Regions from separate parts of the Gasterosteus aculeatus genome. Here region 2 is linked to region 1. Evidence: chromatin contacts called from public Hi-C data. All regions are on one chromosome and are shown on one strand. Each heading gives the region's core, a stretch centred on a gene start, on an enhancer-like site or on the middle of the called end of the contact. The rest is flanking DNA. Distances are from core to core; before and after follow the strand shown. Region 1 holds the start of nceh1a (neutral cholesterol ester hydrolase 1a). Region 2 overlaps ppp2r3a (protein phosphatase 2, regulatory subunit B'', alpha).

The links. A called contact is a pair of places that touch in the nucleus more often than the background predicts.
Region 2: a Hi-C map of liver shows a contact between it and region 1, with 4 times the contacts expected there. The contact joins the enhancer-like site here to the promoter of nceh1a in region 1. A contact is called at or near these places in 6 of 6 Hi-C or Micro-C datasets (blood and trunk muscle, liver, skeletal muscle and 2 more).

Annotation. Positions count from the first base shown.
Region 1 is chr15:11,175,331-11,178,151 of fGasAcu3.hap1.1, reverse strand. It overlaps nceh1a (neutral cholesterol ester hydrolase 1a), which reads left to right and starts at 1,443. Exons shown (of 5, transcript XM_040200047.2): 1 at 1,443-1,690. The coding sequence starts at 1,550.
Region 2 is chr15:11,218,936-11,221,756 of fGasAcu3.hap1.1, reverse strand. The region is part of intron 2 of ppp2r3a (protein phosphatase 2, regulatory subunit B'', alpha); the gene reads right to left. Among protein-coding and RNA genes, the nearest start is that of fndc3ba, 22 kb to the left of the region's middle. Within about 2 kb of position 1,461, at least 5 of the 9 cell types and tissues checked have open chromatin away from gene starts, as enhancers often do. A contact at or near this core is called in liver, where this site is marked.

The DNA.
Region 1 (2,821 bases), core at 194-2,693:
AGGGAGAGAGAGAGTGAGACAGCAGAAACTGAGCCCCGTTGTCTAAGATGCATAACAAGTCAACCTGACCACGGAATCGCAACATGCTGGTTTGATTTGATCACAGATCTTTCATTGAACTCATCTTGTGTCTAGGATTATTTTCTGTACTTAAATAAAAGCCAAATTGTGAACAACTAAGGAAATTAAAAGAGAAAACATTGATCGACAGAAATGTAAAAGGAGTACAGGGATCAATAGTCTGATCATTAGCCAACGATCATGAGTGTGATCTCTATCCAACAACTTGGCACACTAATCCATTCCAGTAAAACTTCAGTTCAGTATTGATTAATACACATAAAAGGAATCAATAACCAGAGTTACAGAGCCCTGCGTCGTGCTCCTGTAATGGCCTCTACAGCATTAACAGGATGTTTTCTATTTATGTTGTTTTTAGATGGCAACTTACTTTAAATGTTTACTCTTTAAAAGTCTACTCTTTACTGCAATTAAAGTAACTCTGCATTTACCGATCTTTGCTGCACTTCAAAGTACTACTCTTACACGTATGAGATTTAGTTATACAAGCATTCAACTTTAAAGAAGACAGTGAGGCATTGATTGAAGACGCATTTTCAAAACAGTTTAGTGGTTGTTTTTAAATGCTTTAATTATGTATAATCACCTAACCAAATTGCTTTTTTCGTTACCTTTTATTTACCTTGAGCTACACGCTGGAAGTGAAGACAAACGCGGACGTGTGGCGTCCCTGCAGCACTCTGCAGCTCTATTGTGCCTCTCTGTGGTCACGTGCGTGTAACACACGTTTGCAACACCCCTGCGGACTTCACGCACAAAAAAATCATTTCCCAAAAGCCCATTCGCTGCTGCCACTCAGCCTTCAAAATAAAAGTGCCAGTCATGCTGAGTCAAGTTCAAAATACATTTTGTGTGAATTGTTTTTCTAATTGTAATCGTAGGCTGATAGAATACCTACAATTTGCTAGATACTGCTTAACAAAGGGGGGCACTACATATACTACATGTATATATATTATGTATACATGTAGTATATGTGTAGTACTATTTATGCTATTCACATATATATGTGTATATATATATGTATATATATATACATATATATATATAGACATATATATGTGAATAGCATAAATAGGCAGGATGTAGCAAATTTTAGCAAATCTAGCAAATTGTATATATATATATATATATATATATATATATATATATATATATATATATATATATATATATATATATAAAGTTATATATAATAACTGTAATATAACTGTAACTGTAACGTTATTGAATCCGAACGTGTCGAAATGTATCGAGTGATTTAGTCTCCTGCCATCATGCTCAGCGTAGATGTCAATAAAGGTTTTATTTTAAAGACTTCCAGCGGAAGCAGTCTGAACGCATTTGCCTCCCTCCCGCCCCTCCTCCCTCCCCCACTTCACCCCCCACAACCCCAGAGAGACCCGGTGCAGCCCGCAGAGCCCGTGCGATCGCTGTCCGCTCCCCCTGCCAGTCGGAGAGGCACGAGATGAGGCTGCTTCCCGCTGCTGTCACGCTGTCACTGGCGGTGGCCCTCGCGTACTACGTGTACGTCCCGATGCCCGATGCCATCCAGGAGCCCTGGAAGCTCATGCTGATGGATGCAGGATTCCGAGCCACGATGCAACTGGTGAGAGGGCAGATGTTTTAGTCACTGGGGGTGTGTGCGTGGTGGTAGGATGTGCTGCAGGTGGAAGGGTGCAGGTGCACAAGCAGAGGCTAATATGTGCAGGGGACTTGTTTTCCACATGAAAAGGGGCAGGTGGCAGGTACTGCATGCCAAAGTAATACCCGATGTAATAGTGGGAAGGACACAACACTGTGACACAAAGGTTGGACTTTGATCCTACACACCTAAGCCATGTTTTGAATAATCTACATCATGCTATGACATGATTAACACTGTGTTCTGTTACGGATGAGAGTGTCTACAGTGCTTCTCTTTATTGGAAGCCGTTTTCTAACAGCAGACTGAAATGTAGAAACTTTGTGAACAGCTTTATTGTGAAACCGCCATGCCGTTTTCTCACAGATTTAACCGGACTAATCTGTTGCAATGTAGCCACCATGGCGTTGGGTTGTGGGTTGGTGCAAGGACAACCACGTCCTCCCCCTCACCTTTGCTCTATTTTGAACTTGGCACTGCAGGTGAAGGGAAGTGATACGGGTTGTTGCTGTCCGGGTGAGAGATTGCACATGAATGTTCTACTTGTCTTTCCTTTCGAAATATGAAGTGAAGAAACCCCATTGCGAGAAGACTAAATAAACTCTTACCGGTTGTCATTTTTATTTGTGTTCTTTTATAAGATTTACTGTGTGAAGAAGAAGCTCAAATTGTTTTACACTACACTGTAATAAAAAAGTATTTTCCTGCCTCTCGCGCTGTGACGTTTTTTAGAGAAATGTTTGTTGGTCCCGACCTGAGGTGAACTTTTCAATTCAGACTTCTATCCGAAAAACCAACATTTCAGCCTTAGAAATTGATTGCAGCAATGATGTTGTGGAACGTTGTGGAGGTCGTGACTTGGTGTAGCTGACCGGTGCTGAAACTCCCCCCCCTCCCCCCCCTTGTCAGGCCAGCTGTGTCTGCTGGCCTCGGTTGAACCAGACTCTTGAGACAGTCTGGGAGGTTAGTGGGGAGGAGGGCAGACATCCTGAGACACAGTAGGATACAGTGCAGAAGGACAGAGGGGACTAGGCGAGACGAAGGGTTTCACAAGTTTGCTTCCACTCTTCGCCCTAAATGTGTCTCCGATGTCTC
Region 2 (2,821 bases), core at 212-2,711, 44 kb before region 1:
TATAACTTAATAACATGCGTACAATGGTTTCCAGAAATACCTCTCTTTGACTTAGAAAGGTTCCGTGTCTTGCACCACCCTTTCCTCCCAACGGTCACTTTGTGATAGTGTCCCAATCACGGCAAATTGTGCAATGGTTTCAACCCAGGACAGTTTTCTCGTCCCTCTACTTAACTGAAGTTAAAATCATTACAAATACAAATGAAGTAACATGTGAAAGTCAAACAGATTCTGATTTAGACCCTGACGCACCGCTGTCATACCACAGATTCTCCTGTAAGTGGAGCTACAGAGCCTCTTCAAGTCCTACAGACACAGTGCCGCATGCCACAGATGTGCACCACTAGAGGGTAGCAGCTCTCTGCTCGTTGCCATGTCCAATATGTCCCCACACTCACAGGTGAGCCCGGATCTGGTTCTGCTGCCTCGTCCTCAGCTCCTTGATCTCATTCTCAAGGCCAACGTTCCTGAAATCGCCCTGGCTGACGGAGTGAGAGGTTCCACTTCCAACAATGAAACCCATTGAGCTAATAGAAGGAGCCACAGTCTCAGACATCATTCTTACACAAACAACTTTAACACGTCATTAGTGACACGCCGCCACGAGGGGCAATAACTCGGTTGTACTTGTTCCAGACAACTTCTGTTTCATTCAAATTCAGGACACGGGGGCTAAACAAATCCCGACGTGCTTAACCAGATCAACTGTTGAGAGTCATTTTGTGGAGAAAAACGGCTGGCCCAGTTTGGGTGGAGCCGGGTGAAGGGTGAGGTCTAAGGGAGAGTTTAATTAGCGAGATGTGTGTGTCGGGGCAGCTCACACACAAGCTTCTACAAAGTCATAACGTTATGGAACTTATGGTATTGTTTCACATGGAAACAAGCGCACACGGCCACACCCGCATCTACGGCGTCAGTATTCTGAAATAAACTGAAAACATATCCAGTCTCCATTTGATCCCCCACGGAGACACGATTCTGTGGGGGAGCCTCCTCAACAGCCAATCAGATTACACAACTGATAGTGTGGGGAAGGGGAGTCCCGTCAGCTCGCCTAACATGTTATTGTTGGTTCCATGGTGACGGGGAGGGAGGCCCAAAGACTCAGGCAGCAATGCCTCCCACTGAGCTATAAACATTTCAGATACAAAACTTACTTGCACATGTGTGTGTGTGTGTGTGTGCGCGCGCAGACAAGCAGCTGTGCAAGTGTCCACTCTCCAGCAAAGCCTGATGCACTGGGAACAGCAGTTGGAAGCCATCCGAGTCTGTGGGAGTGATGATTCATGTCACTTGCTTAAAAGTGCTGTGTGTGTGTGTGTGTGTGTGTGTGTGTGTGAGAATCAAAGGGCTGCGTTGTGAATGTCTCATTGTCCAGGCTAACCTTGGATAGTATGATCTGTATTGGAAAAGTCATTTCACACATAGCAACATACGTCCTTGTCTTGCAGTGCATTGTGTGTGTGTGTGTGTGTGCGTGCGTGTGAGAGTGTGCATGTGTGAGAGTGTGCATGTACTGTATGCATTCATCTGTATTATTCTGCAGCTAAGCTGGAACAAGCACCTTTCCCCCTTGGCCGAGGTTCCCACTGTGACCTTATTTCCTGTGGAAGCAGCCGAGGAATGATGTCATCCTCTGCCGACCCAAAGTCAAAGTCAACAGCAGTACACTATAACCGCCCCCCCCTCCTCCCCCTCCCTATACACAAGCACCATCTCCGTTCCTTTTCTTTGCCAGTTCCTCTTCTTCAAAAACTCCCTATGAGCTCCAAGTAAACTTCTCAGATGACCAAAAAACGCTCCCACCGTCTCACACAGACAGTCATTTGTTTGCTTCTTCCATCTTCCTGTTATTTTCTTTTCGTCCCCAAGCTTTCCTTTATCGCTCCTTTTATCCCCTTTCAAGCCGCCCTGTGCCAAAAAGGAGAACATTCTGTCGAAAAGGTCAACACTTCCTTTCCTCAGTTGGCTAAGAAATATGAAATATGAAATCCAGAAAGAGGAGCAGTCATCTCTGCCTCAACAACAAGCTGTAATATTAAAAAAAACAGCTCTGCGCCTTTAAATCATGTCGCCATCGACTGTACTGGAATAACCCCACAGAACCAGAAACATGCAGGTCAGATTAGGCTGCAGTGGAATGTGATCTCAAATTTCTCTTCTCATATTTGCAAAAAATAGAAAAAAAGTGTACAAGAAAGAGACGCCAACCGCAACTGTAAGGTCATTGACCTCGAGTGCCACGAACAGATTTAGTCGCCTGTGCTCTCAGCGTCAGCGCTGCCACGTCTCCCCGCGCCGGCTCGGCTGTTGGGGCCTTGCCTCTGATTTATATCGGCTGGCTTCTTTGTATCCATGGAGATTAATGGGTGTGCTCTGACAGGTGCAGAGAGCCCTGTATTAGTCTGTCAGCAGCAAAATCAACAATAAACACATGTGCGCATGCAAGCACACGCGCACCAACACACACCAACACACACACACGGATGACAATGCTACTGCCAGTGTCAACCCAGAGGGCTTTGCAAAGCTTCCCATCAAAGCCACGACAATGCCGAGGGAAACGCAGCTACACATCTCCGTGGAGCAGTGTGTAAGTAGTTGTGTTTTGAAGTGCATTGTCTCACTTGTGTGTGTGTGAGGGAGTTTGGCTTGTTTGTAATTTGATTGGCAGGTTAATGAGGCAAGAGGTAAAAGGTCGGCGCTGAGGAATATTAGCATAAGTGCAAGAGTTGGTATTGGGTGTCAGAGAGCTATTCCCAAACTCAGCTGTGACCCGCAATAGCTCAACATGCCCCCAGGCCAACTAACAGACACACAC